Linked DNA regions of Ovis aries: region 2 is linked to region 1. Evidence: chromatin contacts called from public Hi-C data. All regions are on one chromosome and are shown on one strand. The core of a region is the stretch at or near the end of the contact, and the rest is flanking DNA. Distances in the headings are between cores, read along the strand shown. Region 1 holds the start of ZBTB39 (zinc finger and BTB domain containing 39). Region 2 has its middle 63 kb from the start of PRIM1.

Evidence for each region. A called contact is a pair of places that touch in the nucleus more often than the background predicts.
Region 2: a Hi-C map of liver shows a contact between it and region 1, with 7 times the contacts expected there. The contact joins the enhancer-like site here to the promoter of ZBTB39 in region 1. A contact is called at or near these places in 4 of 16 Hi-C or Micro-C datasets (hypothalamus, liver, omental adipose tissue and 1 more).

The regions. Positions count from the first base shown.
Region 1 is chr3:162,605,225-162,610,512 of ARS-UI_Ramb_v3.0, reverse strand. It overlaps ZBTB39 (zinc finger and BTB domain containing 39), which reads right to left and starts at 2,885. Exons shown (of 2, transcript XM_042247050.2): 1 at 2,371-2,885; 2 at 1-1,357. The coding sequence starts at 1,313.
Region 2 is chr3:162,853,193-162,858,480 of ARS-UI_Ramb_v3.0, reverse strand. No RefSeq gene overlaps it. Among named protein-coding and RNA genes, the nearest start is that of PRIM1, 63 kb to the left of the region's middle. Within about 2 kb of position 2,115, at least 5 of the 54 cell types and tissues checked have an H3K27ac peak or open chromatin away from gene starts, as enhancers often do. A contact at or near this core is called in liver and tail adipose tissue, where this site is marked.

The DNA.
Region 1 (5,288 bases), core at 1,636-4,135:
AAGAGACCCAGCTTCCCAGGCAAGGGGTCGTTGGGGTGGACGATGATGTTGTTCTCAAATATTCCATCCCGTCGGTGGAGGGTCAGTTGCCACTGGGTAAAGAACTTAGTTTCACACATGTCGCAGGAGAAGAGGAAAATACCAATGTGGGAGAGAACATGGGTGACCCGGGAGTTCCGGTCCTGGAAATGGGTCTCACAGACCTTGCAGTTGCCAGTCAGCAGGTCCACGTGGTCCCGAGCATGTTGTCGGATCAGTTGAATGTTGGGCTCTAGAACCTTCTTGCATACCTGGCAGGGCATGGCCTTATTCTCTCGGTTTTCACTCTCTCCAAAAGTTAGCTCATCCTCACTGTCGTCACTCAATTCAATCACCTCCTCAGCTGTGCCAATCTCCTCGGTGGGGTCTTCAAACTGCAAGTCGTCATCCCCCAGGTCCTCCAGTTGGAGCTCATCCATCTGTCCAAAACTGGGGTCTTTGGAATGGTCGCTGTTGCCCAGACAGGAGTTGGTCCCAGTGGTAATGTCTACTGCACTGTCAGGAGTGAAGAAGCTGTTCTTACTGAAGTCTCCATTGCTCTGGACTTTGTATGGCTGGCAGGAGCTGGTGCTGGTTTGGATGCCCGTGCTGACAGTGCCCAGGCCTGGCTGGGTCACCACGCTGGGGACGGAGGTGAACGGAGCAGGGGCATCGTGGTCTTCTGTCTTTGGCGGCAGCGGCTGCAGGCTCTGGTTAGTGTCACTGGTAACATTTCTCTCCTCCTCTTTATAGTTTCCTCCAGCATCACTAGGTAACGCATAGTTTCTATCAGGACCAAAGTGCTCCCCACCCCCCCGGAGTTCTCCAAGGGGATGGGGGGGTTCTGCTGAGCTACAACTCGGGGTACCAGAGTGGTTCTCGCTGGTGCTGGTCAGGGGCTTGGCCACGGCAGTGCTCTCCAGGTCAGGAAAGGTGGAGTGACAGGCCCGGAGGAGATCCTCCATACCCAGACGCTCTGCTACCTCGTAGATGACCCCGACGTTGATCAGGTCCGTGAAGAGTTCCGACGTGTAGACAAAGCTTAAAATCTTCTCGAAGTTGGCAGGGGTGATGAAGTCCACCACATAGGTCCTGGCAGCATCAAGCCCAGTGTTGAGGAAGAGGTTCTGGAAGTAGCCAGCTGCGCAGGCCAGCACGGCTTTGTGGGCCGGGAAGGAACGGCTCCCCACCACGATGGTGACATCGCACATGGTCTCTGAGAGCCGGCACTTGTTGAGTTCTTTCAGCAGGTTGTTGGGGTGGTTGGTGCTTTGCAGTTTGATCCTCATGCCCATCTTAGCAGCTCCTGTGAAGTTGCCTCCTTATCAGCACAGTTAATCTGCGGACAGCAAAAGGATAAGGTGGATGGCCAAACACATCCTTGTAGGTGAAGAGCTCTGCGGGACAATAGCCCCAGGTAGAGAGCAAGCGTGAATGGACATACACTTGCTCCATTCTGCTGGAGGGGACGATGACAGCAGAAGTGATGGGGCAGTAACCTTTCTCCCTGCACATCCCCCAAGAGAGTGATCACAAAAAAATCTAAAAATATTGAAAAAAATCTGATAAATTCTTCTCTAAGAGAAGCTGGAGGCCTGACTGGACAGAAGCTAGTGCTTTAAAGCCAAAGTATTCTCTTGATACCTTCTTATATTTCATTACCCAAGCAACTGGTTTAAACTTTTCTCATATTAATTTCCTAATTTCTTCCTGAATACAAGCTTTCCTATCTCACTGAGTATATTCTCTTCCCTTACTAGGCCAAATGCCATACACATAGGTGAACACAATTATCAAGCTCCATTAGCTACTAGGGAAAAGATGCTTTACCCTTTCCTTTCCTCTTACTGCTGTGTTCTTTCAGGCCCTAAAATAAATCACTTGTTTATTCTTGAGTTCCCATCTTTCCCTATCTAAGCTACCTACGTCTTAGCCCAGGGCCATTCAGATAGTGTTCTATCACAGTCTCTGTAGCTTGTGGGTGAAGCCAGAGAAGTAAAGAACACAACTACGGTATTTAGAATTACCTAAACACTCTTCAGGTCTTTTTTTCCCCACCCTTTTCAGGAGCTATGCTTATGTTGACCAGAACTGAGAGATTTACCTGATGCCTTGCGATAGGGTTTGGGATAAGAAGCTACCCAATTACACAGGTAACTCCTGAAGCCTTGCTCAGTACCATTTCCCCCCCTTTCTAAGTCCTGCAGACCAGAAAAAAGCCAAACTCGTTGCCCTCTCCTTCAGCCTCACGACTCGCCCTGTACAACACAGCCCCCTTGCTCCACCTCACGACACTGGACTAACTCCCAACTTTTTCTGGGGCCCAGGAAGCCTCTGAGCTTTGTTGGGTACCAGCGAAGGATCTCCGGGGCCCTGATGGCCACACACCAACGGTCAGCAGGTCGGGGCACCGGGAAGCCCGAGCGGCAGTGGGAGGGAACGGATTCGGAACTTCTGAGAAGGGACCCCAACAACCGCGCGGCGCCACGGTCTCCCTTCTGGAGGGTCGAATTCGGGAGGAAGGGCGTTGGATCCGGCTGGGGCACTCCATCTAGGGGGCATCGAGCACCTCGGTCCCTTCCCCCAAAGAGCCGGGAATTCCTCAAGACGACCTCGGGCGGGGGCGAGGGGGTGGCGGCGGGGCGCGGGGCCGGCCGGGGGTCGAAAGGATCGGCGGCGGAGCCGGCGGGGGTCGGCGCGCGGCGGGGGAGGATGGATCCGGCCGAGGGCAGCGGGCGGGAGGGAGCCCAGCGAGAGCGAGAGAAAGGCCGGGACGAGGGTCGGGCCTCGGCCAGGGCAGCCCTCGGCCTGGCCGCGCTTACCCGGCTCCGCGGGGCCCGAGCACCATCGCCGCCGCCGCCTCACACAAAGGCCCCGGCCCGCCGTGCCCGGCCCGACGAGGAGGCGGCGCCGCCGGCCGCGGCCAGACTCTCCATCCGCCGCGCCGCTCGCCGCGCCGGCCCGGGCCGCCCCCACCGCCCGGCCCGCAGCGCCCCCCGCCGTCCCGGAGGAGGCAGCGCCCCCCGCCGCTCGGCCGCAGCGCCCCCAGCCGCCAGGGAGGAGGCAGCGCCCCCACACGGTGGGGCCGGGAGCGAAGCAGGCTGGCCGAAGCCACTGCGCCACCCGGGGACCCCTGCCCCACTTCTAACCCCCGCGAGGCCCTGGGGCCGCCGCCACCGGGCCCCCGCGGGCATTTGCCAGGACGTTTCCAGCCCTCACCGCCACCACCACCCAAGCCTGGCTTTTTTTGGAGCACTCATCCTGTAAGTACTGGACCACTCCCTCCTCGCCCTAGTACCTGGAGAAGTGAAAAACGCTATCCCAAGGCTAAGCTTAAATCGCCTCCCCTGTTCTACATCTCACAGTCCCAAAAGTTTACTCTCAGAACGTCTGCTGGTGTAGTTTCAGAAACAGTTGTAAGATTGCCACTTTAACTATTTGTCTCCTCCGCTAGGCACTGAGCTTCCTGAAGGCAGGGGCTGTTCTGCACACGGCTGTGTCTCCGCTGCTCCCTCCCGCCCCCGCCCCAACACACAGGCTTCTGGTTCATAGGAAAGGTGCTTAACAAAGCCTGTTTGAATGAAGAACAAGTACTTGAGGGCTGAGCTCCCGGTGGACCACCCTCTGAAAGTTCATTGTGGACCCTCCTTCCAGCTGCGCCGCCAAATGAAGGATTTCACAGTATCCCACTGCACCTTGGCAGTGCAGGCCTGTTTCGGGCAGCCTGTCCTTCCTGGAGGGGAGCAGAACATGACACCCCAACATATGCTTCTTTGGCATAAGGATTATTTTTAAGGAACAGCAGGCAGCAGAGAAGCTCTGAAAAATGAGCAGAGGTTACCCTTTTGTAAGAGCCGTTTACAAGGGAAATGTCCATTTGTCTCTGAACCGGGAAGAGAAGGGTAGATAATGTCAAGAAAGTCTTAGTTTTCCTGGGTATCTCCCGTGTATATAGGAAGTATACATATTGTTAAACTTCTGTTTCTTTTTTCCTGTTACGCTGTCTTTTATTATTTACTCAGCCAAGAACCTAGAAGGGTAGAGGGAGAAATTATTTTTCCTCCGCTACTTTCTCAACTCTTTCTAGAGCTCCATTTCTCTGCTTCCACCCTTTAGTGCAGCAGTTACTCTCCAAATCTCCCCAGATGTTCCTGCCCAAGATGTGTCATCAAACAAAAACTTTGCCTGAGTTTCACTGAGAGATGTGTTCAAAACTTAAGGCATGAGCACCATTGCCAGCTATCACTCTGAAGTTCTCCCCATAGCTTTTACTGTGACGATCACAGGTCATGAAGGTTTTTTGGCTGAATCTTTATGGTATTCACAGGTCGTGACTTTAGGCTCACAGGTTTTTTCTGTCAATCATACTTTTGATTCCGTTTTTGGCATTCCAGTCTTAGAGGGATCACTGGCTCGGTGGTTAGCAGCTGAGGACACACATTTAAAGCTTTTAGGAGAATATAGGACACCAGAGGGACTACTATGATGATTACAAGCTGGACAATTCCCAATGTCTGGAGTGCACTTCAGAGCCATGGTCCCCAAGACCCAAAGGAATCCAAATCAAACCAGTCAAAGAAAGACCCTTTTGAGGGGTCTTTAGAGGGATCACCTTTTGAAGTGGCTTATTCAGTAATCTTAGGTAGCTGAATTCAACCTCCCCAGAAGTGTTAATTTAGATATGATAGGTGGTGGTGGCCATAGCATAGATACCTATTTGTTCAGCTAAAAGAAAATCTAAAACAACTTTGGCTAGAGAGTTGAAGGATTTTTGTTGGACAGGTATTGCTCTAGCAGTACATTCAGCAAAATCTTCCAGAGTTGAGAGATTCCTGATCATATAGCCTCATCTGTACTCACTCCTAACCAGGAGCAGAGGTTCTTGTAAGCAAATCCTGAATCATGAAAGCCTCCTGGTAGGTCCTTTCTAATTTGATGATGTAAATTCAGGGGAGTTGACGCAATGCGGTGAAGAATTTGCATAGAGCCTTAAAGAACAATCTCTTTTCCATCATCCCCATTGATTACAACTGAGATATCAATCTCTGCAGAAGCATTTTGATGATGGGCCCCTCAGTTCAGTTCAGTCGCTCAGTCGTGTCCGACTCTTCGCGACCCCATGAATTGCAGCACGCCAGGCCTCCCTGTCCATCACCAACTCCTGGAGTTTACTCAAACTCATGTCCATCGAGTCGGTGATGCCATCCAGCCATCTCATCCTCTGTCGTCCCCTTCTCCTCCTGCCCCCAATCCCTCCCAGCATCAGAGAC
Region 2 (5,288 bases), core at 866-3,365, 250 kb before region 1:
GTGTTCAGGTTCCATCCTGCTTGCTCTTCTACTCCCTTCTAACTTTTGTCCTACCCAGTTATGCATGGATCCATATGGCCCTTTCCGGTGGTCAAGGACCCTGGCTAGTATTCAGCCAGTGTTCTGTGAGAACTGTTGTGTCTGTAGATAGATTCCTGATGCATCTGTGGAGAGAGATGCACTCCATGACCACTACTCCTTCGCTCTGCCATTTTGGAATTCTTTATAATGATATTTTGAAGAAGTTTAATTCATAAGGAAAGTGGTTCAGTTAAAAAGGCAGGATACAAAGCTGCATAGTAAGCATAATCTCAACCATGTATGTATAAACATTATTTAAAAACTAGAAGGAAACACATCAGTAATTTAAATATCATCTCTAATTGATAGGACTATGGATAACTTTTTCATGTTTTCTATATTTTCATATTGCATGTGTATCATTTTATAATTAATAAAACAAAATGTGCACATTTTATTATTATTGTAGTAAAATATATATAGCATAAGGTCTACCATTTGAATCTTTGAAAATGTACAATTCAGTAGCATTCAGTTCAGTTCAGTTCAGTTGCTCACTTGTGTCCAACTCTTTGCGACCCCATGAACTGCAGCACGCCAGGCTTCCCTGTCCATCACCAACTCCCGGAGTCCACCCAAACCCATGTCCATTGAGTCAGTGATGCCATCCAACCATCTCATCCTCTGTCATCCCCTTCTCCTCCTGCCCTCAATCCCTCCCAGCATCAGGGTCTTTTCCAATGAGTCAACTCTTCGCATCAGGTGGCCAAAGTATTGGAGTTTCAGCTTCAGCATTAGTCCTTCCAATGAACACCAAGGACTGATCTCCTTTAGGATGGACTGGTTGGATCTCCTTGCAGTCCAAGGGACTCTCAAGAGTCTTCTCCAACACTTCAGTTCAAAAGCATCAATTCTTCGGCACTCAGCTTTGTTTATAGTCCGACTCTCACATCCATACATGACTACTGGAAAACCATAGCCTTGACTAGATGGACGTTTGTTGGCAAAGTAATTCTCTGCTTTTTAGTATGCTGTCTAGGTTGGTGATAACTTTTGCATTCATATTGTTGTGCAACCCTTACCGCCATCTGTCACCAGAACTTTTTCATTTTTCCCACCTGAAACTCTGTACCCATTAAATATGAACTTCCCCTTTCCCCTTCCTCCAGACCCTGGTAACCACTTTTCTACTTTCTGTCCCTATGAATTTGCATATTTTAGGTACCTCATGTAAGTGGAGTCATGATTTTTGTCCTTTTGTGACTGGCTTATTTCACTTAAACACAGTGTCTTTAAGGTTTATCCATGTTATAGCATATATCAGAGTTTCATCCCTTCTTAAAGCTTGAATATATTCAGTTGTTATATATATCACATTTATTTATCCTTTCATCCACCTGTAAATATTTAGGTTGCTTTGTTGCTATGAACATGAATGTACAAATAGCTGTTTGAGCCCTAAATTTCAATTCTTTTGGCTACATACCTAGAAGTGGAATTACTGGATCATATGGTAATTTTGTTTAATTTTTAAAGCCATACTGTTTTCCACAGTGGCTAATTTTTTTAAAAGGAATTTTATTTTTAAGTACTTAGGAAGGCTGATATTGTAAATCTATCCATGTTAACAAATGAATTTAATGTAAACCAACTGGATTTGGCAAGTTGATAATAAAGAACACCTGGAAAAAAAATGATTGGAAATATCACAAAAATAATTGAAAAGCAACAATGAGGGGAAATTTGCCTCAACAAATGTCAAAACTCATTTTTCTATAGTGATAAATCCATGTGGCACTGAGACTTCCCTGGTGGTCCAGAGGTTAAGAACCTGCCTTCTAATGCAGGAGACTTGGGTTTGATCCCTGGTCAATGTACTAAGATCCCACCTGCCTTGTGGCAACTATACCTGTGTGTTACAACTGTTAGCCAGTGCTCTAGGACCTGTGCTCAGCAAGTAGAGAAGCTTGCAAGCCGCAACTAAGACCCAGAGCAGCTGGAAACAAACAAAGACTTCTCCAAAGGTCATAGATAGTGCTGGCTAGAAGTGTGGGGTACAGAATGTCATGTTCTGGCTCCGTCTTGTTCTTGCCAGTTTGGCCTTGTTTCCTAAGCCTGTCCTTCCTGGGAAAATAGAAGAAAAGACCACATAGGCCAGTAAAGACCTGAGACTGTGGGAAAGTTTATTCTGTGATCCAGGAATCTGTAATAAAGGCACACAACAGGGAGAAGGTGGCATTGAAACTGTTAGAAAAATACTGTCCAAAGTGGGAAGCAGGAGAGAAAAAAACAGAACAATTGTGTGGTACTAATACAGAGATTTGCACATAGCTTTGTAGGATACAGAATCCCTGAACAAAATCATGAATATATGAAAATGTAAGGATAATGTCTTAAATAACTTAGAAAAGAATGAATATTCACTAACTGGTATTGGACCAATACACTGTCTGTGCCAGCTACCAATTTATTGCCTCTGAACTCCAAATTCATTCTTCAGAAACTGCTCTGTGACTTTGGAAAACTGTTCAACAACCAGTTTCTTAAATTATGCATTGCCAGTAGAGGCCAGTAGAGGGTGTTGGAGGGACATTATAGGAGGAAAGGGGTCTTTCCTGATTCAAGCTGTGTGTGTGTGCTCACGTGTCTGTGTGTGCTCCATGACCCTTGCTGCTGCTAAGCAGCTTCAGTCGTGTCCAACTCTTAGCGACCGCGTGGACTGCAGCCCACCAGGCTCCTCCGACTATGGGATTTTCCAGGCAAGAGTACTGGAGTGGGGTGCCATTACCTCATAGTTCTAGTCTAGGCCTGGTGACCACCTTACTTTTGTCCTTAAAATGCAGACAGTTTATTTTTTATAAATTTATTTTTTTAATTGAGATATAGTTGATGTATAATATAGTTGATATAAGTTACAGAATAGCAAAATTTTTTAAATTCACAATTTTTAAAGGTTTTAGTCCATTTATAGTTATTATAAAATATTGGCTATATTCCTTTCTAAAGAACTAAAGGACCTCTTGATTAGAGTGAAAGATGAGAGTGAAAAGGCTGGCTTAAAGCTCAACATTCGAAAAACTAAGATTATGGCATCTGGTCCCATGATTTCATGGCAAATAGAAGGGGAAAAAGTGTAAGCAGTGAAAGATTTTATTCCCTTGCATTCCAAAATCACTGTGGGTGGTAACTGCAGCCATGAGATTGAAAGACACTTGCTTCTTGGAAGGAAAGCTATGACAAACCTAGACAGAGTATTAAAAAACAGAGACGTCACTTTGCTGACAAAGGTCCTTATAGTCAAAGTGACGGTTTTGCCAGTAGTCATGTATGGATGTGAGAGTTGGACCATAAAGAAGGCTGAGCACCAAAAATTGATGCTTTTGAATTGCGGTGCTGGAGGAGACTTTTAAAAACATTTTTATTTATGTCTTTTATTTTAACTGGAGGATAATTACTTTACAACACTGTGATGGTTTTTGCCATATATCAATATGAACGGTCATAGGGATACGTGCATCACCTCCCTCCCACCTCTGCGCCTTATCCCTCCAGGTTGCCACAGAGTGCCGGCTTTGTGTGCCCTGCATCACACAGCAAACTCACACTGGTTATGTGTTCCACATGTGGCAATGCAGTGCTTATGCTTCAGTGCTATTCTCTCAAACCATCCCACACTCTTCTTCTCCCGCTGGAGAAGACTCTTGAGAGTCCCTTGGACTGCAAGGAGGCCAAACCAGTCAATCCCAAAGGAAATTAACCCTGAAATATTCATCGAAAGGACTGATGCTGAAGCTCCAATACTTTGGCCACCTGATGCAAAGAGCCGACTCATTGGAAAAGACCCTGGTGTTGGGAAAGATTGAAGGTAGGAGGAGAAGGAAGTGACAGAGGATGAGATGGTTAGATAGCATCACCAACCCAGGGGACATGAATTTGAGCAAACTCCAGGTGACAGTGAAGAACAAGGAAGCCTGGCATGCTGCAGTTCATGGGGCAGCAGAGTCAGACGTGCTTAGCAACTGAACAACATTAACAAATATTCCCCTCTGGGCTTCCGCAGTCTGTGGCTCAGTGGCAAAGAATCTGTCTGCAATGCAGGAGATGCAGGTTCTATCCTTGCGTCAAGAAGATCCACTGACGCGAGGAGGAGGAAATGACAACCCTCTCCAGTATTCTTGCCTGTAGAATTCCATGGACAGAGGAGCCTGGCAGGCTATAGTCCACAGGGTCACAAAGAGTCAGACACGACTGAGTGACTGAGCAGGCATATACTCCTCTCCCCAGTGACAACCACGAGTTTGTTCTGTTTTCCACAGTGGCTACACCAATTTGTATTTCCATCATCAGTGCACAAGAGTTCTCTTTTTTCCATATCCTTGCCAGTATTGGTTACTTTTGTCTTTTTTGATAACAGCCAGTCTGTCGGGTGTGAGGTAATATCTCTTTGCGGTTTAATTTGTCTTTCTCTGATGATTATGATTATGATTAATGATTAACCATCTTCTGATGTGTTTGGTGGTCATCTGTATGCTTTTTGTCTGTTCAGGTTTCCTCATTTATTAATTAGGTTGGGTTTTTTTTGATGTTAAGTTGTATGAACTGTTTATATATTTTGAATGTTAACCTCTTATTGGTCATATAACCAAGAAATATTTTCTCCCATTCAGTAGGTTGTCTTTTCATTGTTGATGTTTTCTTTGCTGTGCAAAACTTTTTAAGTCTAATTAGGTTCTATTTGGGGCTTCCCAGGTGGAGCTAGTGGTAAAAAAAAAAACCCGCCTGCCATTGCAGGAGAGATGCAGGTTTTGATCCCTGGGTGGGGAAGATCCTTTGGATGAGGGCATGGCAACCCACTCCATGGACAGAGGAGCCTAGTGAGCTACAGTCCACACGGTGGAAAAGAGTCAGACACAACTGAAATGTCAGCATGCACACATGCAGATTACATTTGTTTATTTTTCAATGCAGACAGCTCTTGTCTGAGGCCTTGAGCCCAGGGCTTTTCCAAAGCTTCTTGATTGGAACCAAATTCAGGCTTCCACACAAAAAACTGATGAACGTGTTCATCACTATTTTAATCAACTTCAGATTGTTTTTAAAGAAAAATTTGGTCTTTCTTCCAAGGTAGTTTTAAATTCTATATTTATTAAGGGGTAAACCAGGAGCTGTTGGGTCCATACCATTTCTGTCCTTAATCAAGCCCATCTTTGCATGAAATGTTCCCTTGGTATCTCTAATTTTCTTGAAGAAATCTCTAGTCTTTCCTT